Linked DNA regions of Sus scrofa: regions 1 and 3 are each linked to region 2. The links are chromatin contacts, called in public Hi-C maps. All regions are on one chromosome and are shown on one strand. Each heading gives the region's core, a stretch centred on a gene start, on an enhancer-like site or on the middle of the called end of the contact. The rest is flanking DNA. Distances are from core to core; before and after follow the strand shown. Region 1 has its middle 45 kb from the start of SLC15A1. Region 2 holds the start of FARP1 (FERM, RhoGEF and pleckstrin domain-containing protein 1). Region 3 holds the start of STK24 (serine/threonine-protein kinase 24).

Region 1 (2,700 bases), core at 42-2,541, 500 kb before region 2:
GCACTGGATCAAGGAAGTTCCCATTGCGGCTCAGTGGGTTAAAAATTCACACCGCATCCATGAGGATGCAGGTTCAATCCCTAGCCTCGCTCAGTGGGTTAAGGATCCGGCGTTGCTGTGAACTGTGGTGTAGGTCGCAGACGCGGCTTGGATCCCATGTTGCTGTGGCTGTGGTGTAGGCTGGCAGCTGTAGCTCCGATTCGACTTCTAGCCTGGGAACCTCCACATGCAACAGGTGTGGCCGTAAAAAGAAGAAAAAAGTGTTTCCTGTAACACTTCATGTTTCACATGTGGCTCAGGGAGGAGCGAGTCAGGAGGCAGCTCTCACAGAGCTCGGTTTTGCAGGTGTCCCCAGCTTTGCAATTGCCAAGAAAAAGTGCCAGGCCCTGCCCTCAGCTGTCCCTTTGGCCAGAGAGGACAGTCACAGCTGCCCCCTGCTGTTCAGCAGATTTCACGCTCCACGAGACTAACCTCCAGTGAGGTGTGTTCGCCTTACCTGCTCCTTGGTTTGGTCTGCACGCCTGGGAAGAATTCTCAACATGTTCCACTCAGCGAGGAAGCGTCACCACCCACATGTGTCCAATAAGTGCTAAGGGCCTACAGCAGGCAGCCCAGGTGGGCGGGAGCCCTCGGGCAGGATCAGTGGCCTTAGAAGAAGTGAGATCCAGAGGAGTTCTCCTTATGGTGGCATCGCTGCAGCACCAGGATGCAGGTTCAATCCCCAGCCCCAGACAGTGGGTTAAAGGATCCAGAAGTGAGATCGCTCCCTTCCCCCTTTCTCCCTTCCCTTCCCCCTCTCTCCCCTCCCCCTCCCTCTCCTCCCCTCCCCCTCCCTCTCTCCCCCCCACCCTCCCTCTCTCCTTACCCCCCACCCCCTTGGCCAGGCAGCCGTCTGCAAGCCGGGAAGAGAGGCCTCACCGGAAACCAACCCTGATGGCATCTTCCTCTTGGACCTCCAGCCTCCAGAACTGTGAGAAAACAAATGCCTGTTGGTTAAGCCCCAGGCCGTGGCCTTTTGTTGAGGCAGCCTGAGCTGATGAGTACTGGGTCCAACTGTCCCTTTTTGTCAGGGTCTCAGGGAGTTTCAGGGGCAAAAGCTGGGACGAGCTGATCAGCCTAATTCGTGAGACAGTGTATGTGAAGTGCTTGGGCCTCCAGCAGTGCTTGGCACGCAGTAAGGGCTCTGTAAATGCCAGCAGCCATTGTTCCAGTCAAGCTACTTAGTAAGCACCTCCTCTGGGCTATTATTACAGTTTAACATACCAAGGGTACAAAATAGATGACCCATGAGTGTGGAGTTGACCAGCATTTACTGAGTACCCAGACCAGATCGTCCGGGTCCAGCTGTGATGGGTTTACCTAGGGATGTGTCAGGATGGGAGGGCAAATCAGGCTGGGAATCTGGGGTCTGGGGGGTGGCCCCCAGGCCCTTCTCTCTCCACTGTCCCACAGCAGAAGCCACCACCAGTCAAGGCAGTCACCTCAGTTACTTCCTGCTTCTTAAAAAAAACCCAAAAAACAAGCCTGAGGAGCTGGGCAGGGCGGGGGCCCTGGGCGAATGCCAGCAGGTGTTTTGTTTAGTGGCTCTGGGCAGGCCCAGCTCTGATGAAGCAAGGTCATCACAACGGCTGGCCTGGCAGTTCCCCAGTTCGGCCACAAGATGGCAGAAGAGAACATCCTTGGGGGGAAACGAGTTAACAAAAGACTGAGAAATATCCTACTAGGAATTTTTTGTGAATGCGCATCAGAAAGCCTGGGCATATACTGTGTGTTTATATTTCTAGAAATCTTATTCTTGGGACTGGCAGAGTGGACCTCTTTTATTCCTGGGACTCAGATACAGATTCCAGCAGGGGTCGCTGTTCCTCAGGTTGGCCCCAGGCGGCCGGTGGAAACACTGGCTTTGGATGAGTTGGGGAAAAAATACAGGTTTATCGAGTACTTCCTACAAGCCAGAGTATGCATGACTCAACATTATCCTCATCCATTTATTTGTTTGTGCAATAAATATTCATTAAGCATCTACTGCTTTTCAGGTACTGATATAGGCCAGATAAACTAATAAATAGATAATAATGTCAGGTGTTGATAAGTGCTGTGAAGCAAAAATAAACAGACTAAAGGGTGATGGCTGGTATTTCAGCTGAGGTGGCCAAGGAGGGCCTTCGGAAGAGATGACATTTGAGCGGAGACCTGAATGGAGTAAGGGAGCAAGACAGGGGAAGAACATTCTGGAAGGGGTCTGACCCAGGGCGGATGCCTGAGATGGGAATATGGTTGGTGTGTCTGAGAACAGAAAAGAGGCTCCTGTGTCTGGAGTGTGGTGAGCAAGGGCCAAGGGAGAGGTGACTCAGGCTGACCTTGGAGGGCCTTGGGTCCTTCCCTGCTCACTGGGAAGCTGGGACAGTGGTTCTCAACACGGGCTGCTCCTTAAAATCGCCCAGGGGGCTCTAATGAGTGCCTGGGCCTCCGCAGGCCGTGGAATCAGAGCTCTGGGCTTGCGGCCTGGGCATCTGTTTTTTTCTACATGCTCCAGGGATTATTAGCAACCAAAGTTGAAACCACAGCATTTGACATCATGCGAGAGCACACAGAAATGGTAAAAACACGGGGCAGACACCATGATTCGTGTTAGAGCGGGCCTTTCAGGAACAACTTTGGATCTAATAAGTGCATGGAAGCATGGGTGGTGAGGGTTTT
Region 2 (2,700 bases), core at 159-2,658:
ATCAGAGGCAGGCTGAGCCGGCTAAACTCTTCCAGATGAAAGGCAATCTCTCCCCATCGCAGCGGCTGATCTGATAGCACAGTCCTCGTTTCTTTGTGAGCCTCGCCTCCCTCGTTCCGGGGGGATCCTGCCCAGACTCCAGCTGGGCTCTAAGGGCCATAAACGACATCCAGACTGACTACGGGGAACTCATTTTTTCCCTTCAAATAAAACACACACACACACGCACACACTCAAAGGTCTGGCCGGATCACACAGCTAAAGTTTCCGGAACTTAAATCGTAAAACCACAATCAGAAGTTGTTTTGAAATGCTCACCACAAAAATCTGTGTCCTTTGCTTTAAGAAAAGGAAAAGAAAAGGAAGAAAAAAAGAGGGAATAAAAAAAACAACTTTCCTCTCCATAAAGGCTGGCGGTAAAGAGGGGAAAATCTAACTTAGGCAGAGGGTGTGTTCCTCTTTGTCACCCACTAGGCTCCTCGCGCCGCGCGTGGGCGAGCCGCGGGCACCCGGGAAGGCGGGGGCACCCGCGAAAACGGCCACCTTCCCGGCCCGCGGTCGGCCTCGGGGGCCGAGATTGCGGCCGGAGGTCCGGAAGCAGCGTCCGGCGCTGTCACTGCGCCGGGTGGGATGGGAGGAAGCGGGGGAAGGGCGCCGCGGGGCGGGGGAGGCGAGAGGGGACGCGCGCGGAGCCGGCAGCCCGAGTCCCGGGAGGTAAGAGGAGGGTGCAAAGGGCGGTACGGGGCCCCGAGGCCCCCGGGCTCCGGCTATTGTTGCCGGGCTGCCCCGAGGCCGGCGGGCGAGTCTCCCGCCTTGGTAGGGGAAGCCCGATCCCCCCCGCCGCCACCTCCTCCAGGCAGGACCCGCGGGCCACGCAACCACCTCCACCCGCGTCCCGGTCGGTCGGCTCCGGGCGCCCGACTCGCGCCCAAGTTGCCGCCCGCCCGCCCCGCGCGGTCATTGTTCGCCGCGCGCCTCCTACCTCCACGGCGCCGGCGGCTCCGGCTCCGGCTCCCACTCCCGGCCTCCCGGCTCTGCAGCTCCGAGCCCCCGGCGGCCGAGGGCGCGGCGGCTCCGCTGCGCGTGCGGCGGGGGCGCTCGGCTATTAATACCCGCGGGCGGCGGCAGCGGCGGCGCGGACGCGCAAGCAGGGCTGGCGCTGGCCGGCCGAGGTCCGAGCCATCAAAGGTGGCGCGGGGCGGAGGGGAGGGCGGAGCAGGCAGGGTGGGTGGGGAGCGGGCTCAGGGTCGCCATGGCCGCCTCGACGCCGGGCCGAGCGCCACTCGCTTGGGGAGGAGCAGCGGCTCAAAGCGGGCGGCGGCCGCGTCCCCGCCCCGCGCGCCAGCCGAGTGCCCGCAGCCCTGCGCCCGCGCCGGCCCCGCCGTGTCCAGGCCGGCGAGCGGGAAGTGAAGGCGGGCGCGCCCCTCCCCCGGCCTGGGCCGGCCCTTCGGCAGGGGGGGGCGCCCGGGAACCTCGCAGCCCGAGCCGCGGGGACAGCGGGAGAGCCACAGCCCCCTCCAGCGTCCGCGCCGGCGACCTGCGCGCTGGCGCGCCCCGCCCCGCTCCGCCCAGGGGGCAGGTGCGCCGCGGGGCCGCGGGCCCGGAGCGCCCCTCCCTGGCCGGGCGAGCCCACCTCCGATCCGCGCCTTACTTGGTTCTACGGCTGGAGCTGGTCTCTCCGCGCGGCAGCGCCTGGCAGAGCGCAGGAAGCTCAGGGGAGTGCGCTGCGCCACCAGAGACGCGCCGATCCGGCCCCTGTGGTTGAAAGCGAGATATGGAAGCAGGAGTGGAGCGCACCGGCAAAACCGGGAGCAGCTGGAGGACGATCGGTGACACGGGCTCCGCAAATCGTTGTTGAGGTCACGCAAGGGAGAGCCCCGCCCGTGTGCCCACCTAAGACTTTTAACTACGTGGTCGCGCGAGCGGCGGCGCTTTGCAGGGACCCACGAGCACCACCCCTTTCCCCAGGCCACACCGGCGGGCTTCCGGCGCCACCCTGGGCTGCTAGGGACTTAATCCCGGAGGGGCGGTTGTCATCCCCCCCCTCCTCCTCCGCCGCGGCCCAGAGTCCTCCGACCCCACGAATCCCCCGACAATCCCCAGGCCCACTCGCCCCCTCTGGGGACAGGAGCAGTGCCCCGCGGGGGAAGGAGTGGAATAGGTTAGGAGCTGCTTTGCAGACTCGCCTTCGGGAGTTCCGGACCTCAATGGAGGAGGGAGCAAGAGGCAGCACCGAGGAGTCTGGGACCCAAGACGGGGAGAGGCATTGTCCCCACCCTCCAGCTGGGAGCTGCCACTTTACCGTCTCCACTCCCACCCCTCCCTCAGTCCCTGATTTTACCCTTTCTTGTCTGTGTAGATGGACCCTTCTCAGGCGTGGAGGGAAAGGGACGTGCCGGCAGCGGGTTAGAAAGGAAGGCGACCCTTTGCGAGATCCCCAGGCTAGTGGGCACACCCGCCCAATGATGGGCGGCTGGCTCTAGAACCCTGATCGTTTTGCACCTTAGAGAAGTTTCCGACCTTCAGCCTAGAGGCAGGTTTCACGAGAGGCCACAACAGAACTCAGAACCACAGGTGGGGGACCCCTGGGGAAGAGCGGATTCACACAAGAACAGGGTGCCTTAGAGGTCCCGGGGCGCTGGTGCGTAGCTCGTGTTTGAGTGGTGTCTGGAGCAGATAGACATACTCTGAGATATTGAA
Region 3 (2,700 bases), core at 178-2,677, 420 kb before region 2:
TCTTGCCTGTTTTGCCATCCACCCCTTTATGTGCCCATTTTTTAGATGCACTAAATTTACACATGCTGGCACGCTCCCAAGTATCAGGGTTCATGCTTTTCTTAACTTTCTATTTGTTACATTCTCTTCACAGTACTTGGGGGTGACACGGCTTCACCACCAAGTGACAAGGTCTCTGAAAGTCCTCTGGACCAATTGGGGGGGGCGGCGCCGGGGGGGGGGGGGAGAATACAGATTTCCAAAGGGAAGGCAAAGATTACATTTTAGCACCTCACTCCTAGTCTGATCCAGAGCTCTGAATACAGTGACACTTCAGAGAATAAACAATCCTTTTTTCAGGGGGAGGACTTTTTAGTTTTTTCCAATAGTCTGTGAACTCGTGGGGGCTCATTTTTGTTTGTCCAACCTCGCCCGCGGTGCCACGTGGGCATTCACCGGTCCTCACAACCGGGGATACGGCACATCACTGCAGTGGCTGCCACTGTTTGTCGTTGTAAATAAAATACTACTTTCTGGAGGCAGCACTGATTCATTCCTTCTTATTTCTTTCCTCTGTAGTTGGAGGAGAGGTGTCTAAAAGGTGGAGGCAGCGGAAAGAGCGGGAGAAGGCCAGGGGAAAGTCTAGACAGGGTTTCCTTTCATTGTGTCCCTTCCTCCTCCCCCTCCCTCCCCCACTTTCCCCTTCTCGGGGGCAGACGATCCCCTATTGTAATTTACATATTCTTAAATTTGCATATTCTCCGGGGCCCAGAGAGGGTGGGGTTCAGCCCCCCACTCCTCAGCTAAGTTTACAGCTCCTAGTATTCCAAGCAGGGTGTTTTCAAGTCGCCAAAACGCGGAATTAACTACTCTCGGCCTCTCCCCTCCCGCTTTCCTCCTTGGGTTGGTTGGAAACTTCACCCAGACACCAAGAAGCTCCGCCCTGGTAGTTTTGAACCGGCCACTGGCTGAGGCCCCGCTGGGCACGCTCCCTCTCGAGGTCCCCCTGGCCCCGACTCTGCCCCCGGAGAGGTCGCCGGGAGCCCGCTTCCCCGGGGCCAGGCGGGGAGGGGTGGGCTCGCGCGGAGGGCAGGAGGGAGATGGTCTGGCAAGAGTTGGCACTCAGCGAGCCCTGGCCGCCCAGTCCCCCGGGGCGCCCGACTGGCCGGGGCCTGGGGGCGGTCGCCCCGGGACCGCCTTCGATTGTGTCCCCCTCCCCACTCCCGCCCGCGCGCCCTCTTCCCAGCTCCGCCCCGCCGGCTGGGAGGGGGGCGCAGCCCGCGGGAGACGCGCGGACCCCCACCCGCCCGGGCCGGCGGCAGCGCAGGCGGCTGCGGCCTAGGGCGCCCGGCGGCCGCCAGCCTCCTCCTCCCCCTCCCGGAAGCGCGGGGCGGGGTCCCCGGCCGGGCCGCGGGGGCGGGCGCGGGGGCCGGGCCGGGGCGGGGCGCGCTCGGCGCTCGCAGGCTCGGCCGGCTGTGCGCGCCCACTCCGGCTCCAGGCGGCCAGCGCACGGGCCCAGGCCGCCGGCTCCCAGCCGAGAGGCAGCAGCAGCCGCCGAAGCGGCAGCGGCGGCGGCAGGAGCGGAAGCAGCTCGCGGCGAGGCCCCGCGCCCCTGGCAGCCCCTCCCCGGCGCGGTGCATGGAGACGCGGCCCGCCGCCGGCCCCTGAGCCCGCCGCGCGGCCCGGGACCCGCGGGGGCTGGGGTGGCCTCGGGCTCCGGCCGGCCCACCGAAGCCGGACTCGGGCTTGGCCGGCCGCCCCCGCCGCCCGAGGGCTGCGCGCGGCCCGCGGGCCTCGTCGCCCGCGCGGATCGCCGCGGCCCGGCCGTCCCGTCCCAGGAAGTGGCTGTCCTGACCGCCATGGCTCACTCCCCGGTGCAGTCGGGCCTGCCCGGCATGCAGGTAGGCAGGAACCCGGCTGCCGAGGGCAGCGAGGGATGCCCGGGCCGGGGCGGAAGCGGGGAACTTGGCGGTGTAAACACGGCCCCCTCCCCCTCCGCTGCCCCTTCCGGGGTCGCGCCGGCCTCCCGCGCCGCGCTCGCAGCCCCCGGGGCGCCCCGAGCGGCCCCGCGGCCTGGGTCTCGGGGGCGGAAGGGTGCAGGGAGCTGGGGCCGCGGCCTGGAGGCGGCCCCGGCGGGCAGGGGGTCGAGGGGGCCGTGGGGGTGCCGGCGCTTCGCCCTGCCCGCGTCCTCTGCCCCCGGCGCCTCCCGAGCCGCAGGCCCCGCGCCGGCCCATCCCCGGGGAGAAGTGATGTGGGGAAATGCCCTTGGAGGCCCGGCTCGCTCTCTGGGCCCCGGCGCGGGCGGCGGGCGCTGGAGGCCCCGGGCCGCCCCGGCGAGGGGGCAGTAAAGTTGAGAGGCGGGAGGGGAGCCCCGGGCGCGCCCCGACTGGTCCGGGGCCCGCGGGGCGGCGGAGGCAGGGCGGGGTGGAGGAAGGTGTAACTGCCAGCTCCACTTCCAGCGCGTTTGTTCGGCGCGTTTCCTCCTGGTGCCGACGGAGGGGAAAGTGCGAGCCCGTAAACCTTCCGGAAGAAGGGATCCTTCGAACCCCGTGCCCTCGAGGGTGGATCCCGGCACGCTGGGCTTTGCCTTGGATGCAGCCCAGTCCCTTCCCAGTAAACCTCTCCGATGCTACTTGGTGGCTCCTTGGCCTTCCAGTGACTTTTTTTGGAGTGGGGGCAGGGGTGCGGGGGGTGGGGGCGGGGAGAGAAGTTGCATTTCCA

Evidence for each region. A called contact is a pair of places that touch in the nucleus more often than the background predicts.
Region 1: a contact with region 2 is called in a Hi-C map of omental adipose tissue, with 2.4 times the contacts expected there. The contact joins the enhancer-like site here to the promoter of FARP1 in region 2. A contact is called at or near these places in 1 of 5 promoter capture datasets (fetal skeletal muscle), 20 of 47 Hi-C or Micro-C datasets (alveolar macrophages, embryonic fibroblasts, fetal heart ventricle and 10 more) and 1 of 2 datasets of contacts at active chromatin or transcription factors (skeletal muscle).
Region 3: a Hi-C map of embryonic fibroblasts shows a contact between it and region 2, with 1.9 times the contacts expected there. The contact joins the promoter of STK24 here to the promoter of FARP1 in region 2. A contact is called at or near these places in 1 of 5 promoter capture datasets (liver) and 5 of 47 Hi-C or Micro-C datasets (embryonic fibroblasts, heart right ventricle, retroperitoneal adipose tissue and 1 more).

What each region holds. Positions count from the first base shown.
Region 1 is chr11:67,644,307-67,647,006 of Sscrofa11.1, reverse strand. No RefSeq gene overlaps it. Among named protein-coding and RNA genes, the nearest start is that of SLC15A1, 45 kb to the left of the region's middle. Within about 2 kb of position 1,291, at least 16 of the 83 cell types and tissues checked have an H3K27ac peak or open chromatin away from gene starts, as enhancers often do. A contact at or near this core is called in fetal liver and omental adipose tissue, where this site is marked.
Region 2 is chr11:67,143,330-67,146,029 of Sscrofa11.1, reverse strand. FARP1 (FERM, RhoGEF and pleckstrin domain-containing protein 1) reads right to left here and starts at 1,408. Exons shown (of 27, transcript XM_021065374.1): 1 at 983-1,408.
Region 3 is chr11:67,564,369-67,567,068 of Sscrofa11.1, reverse strand. STK24 (serine/threonine-protein kinase 24) reads left to right here and starts at 1,427. Exons shown (of 11, transcript XM_021065380.1): 1 at 1,427-1,880. The coding sequence starts at 1,839.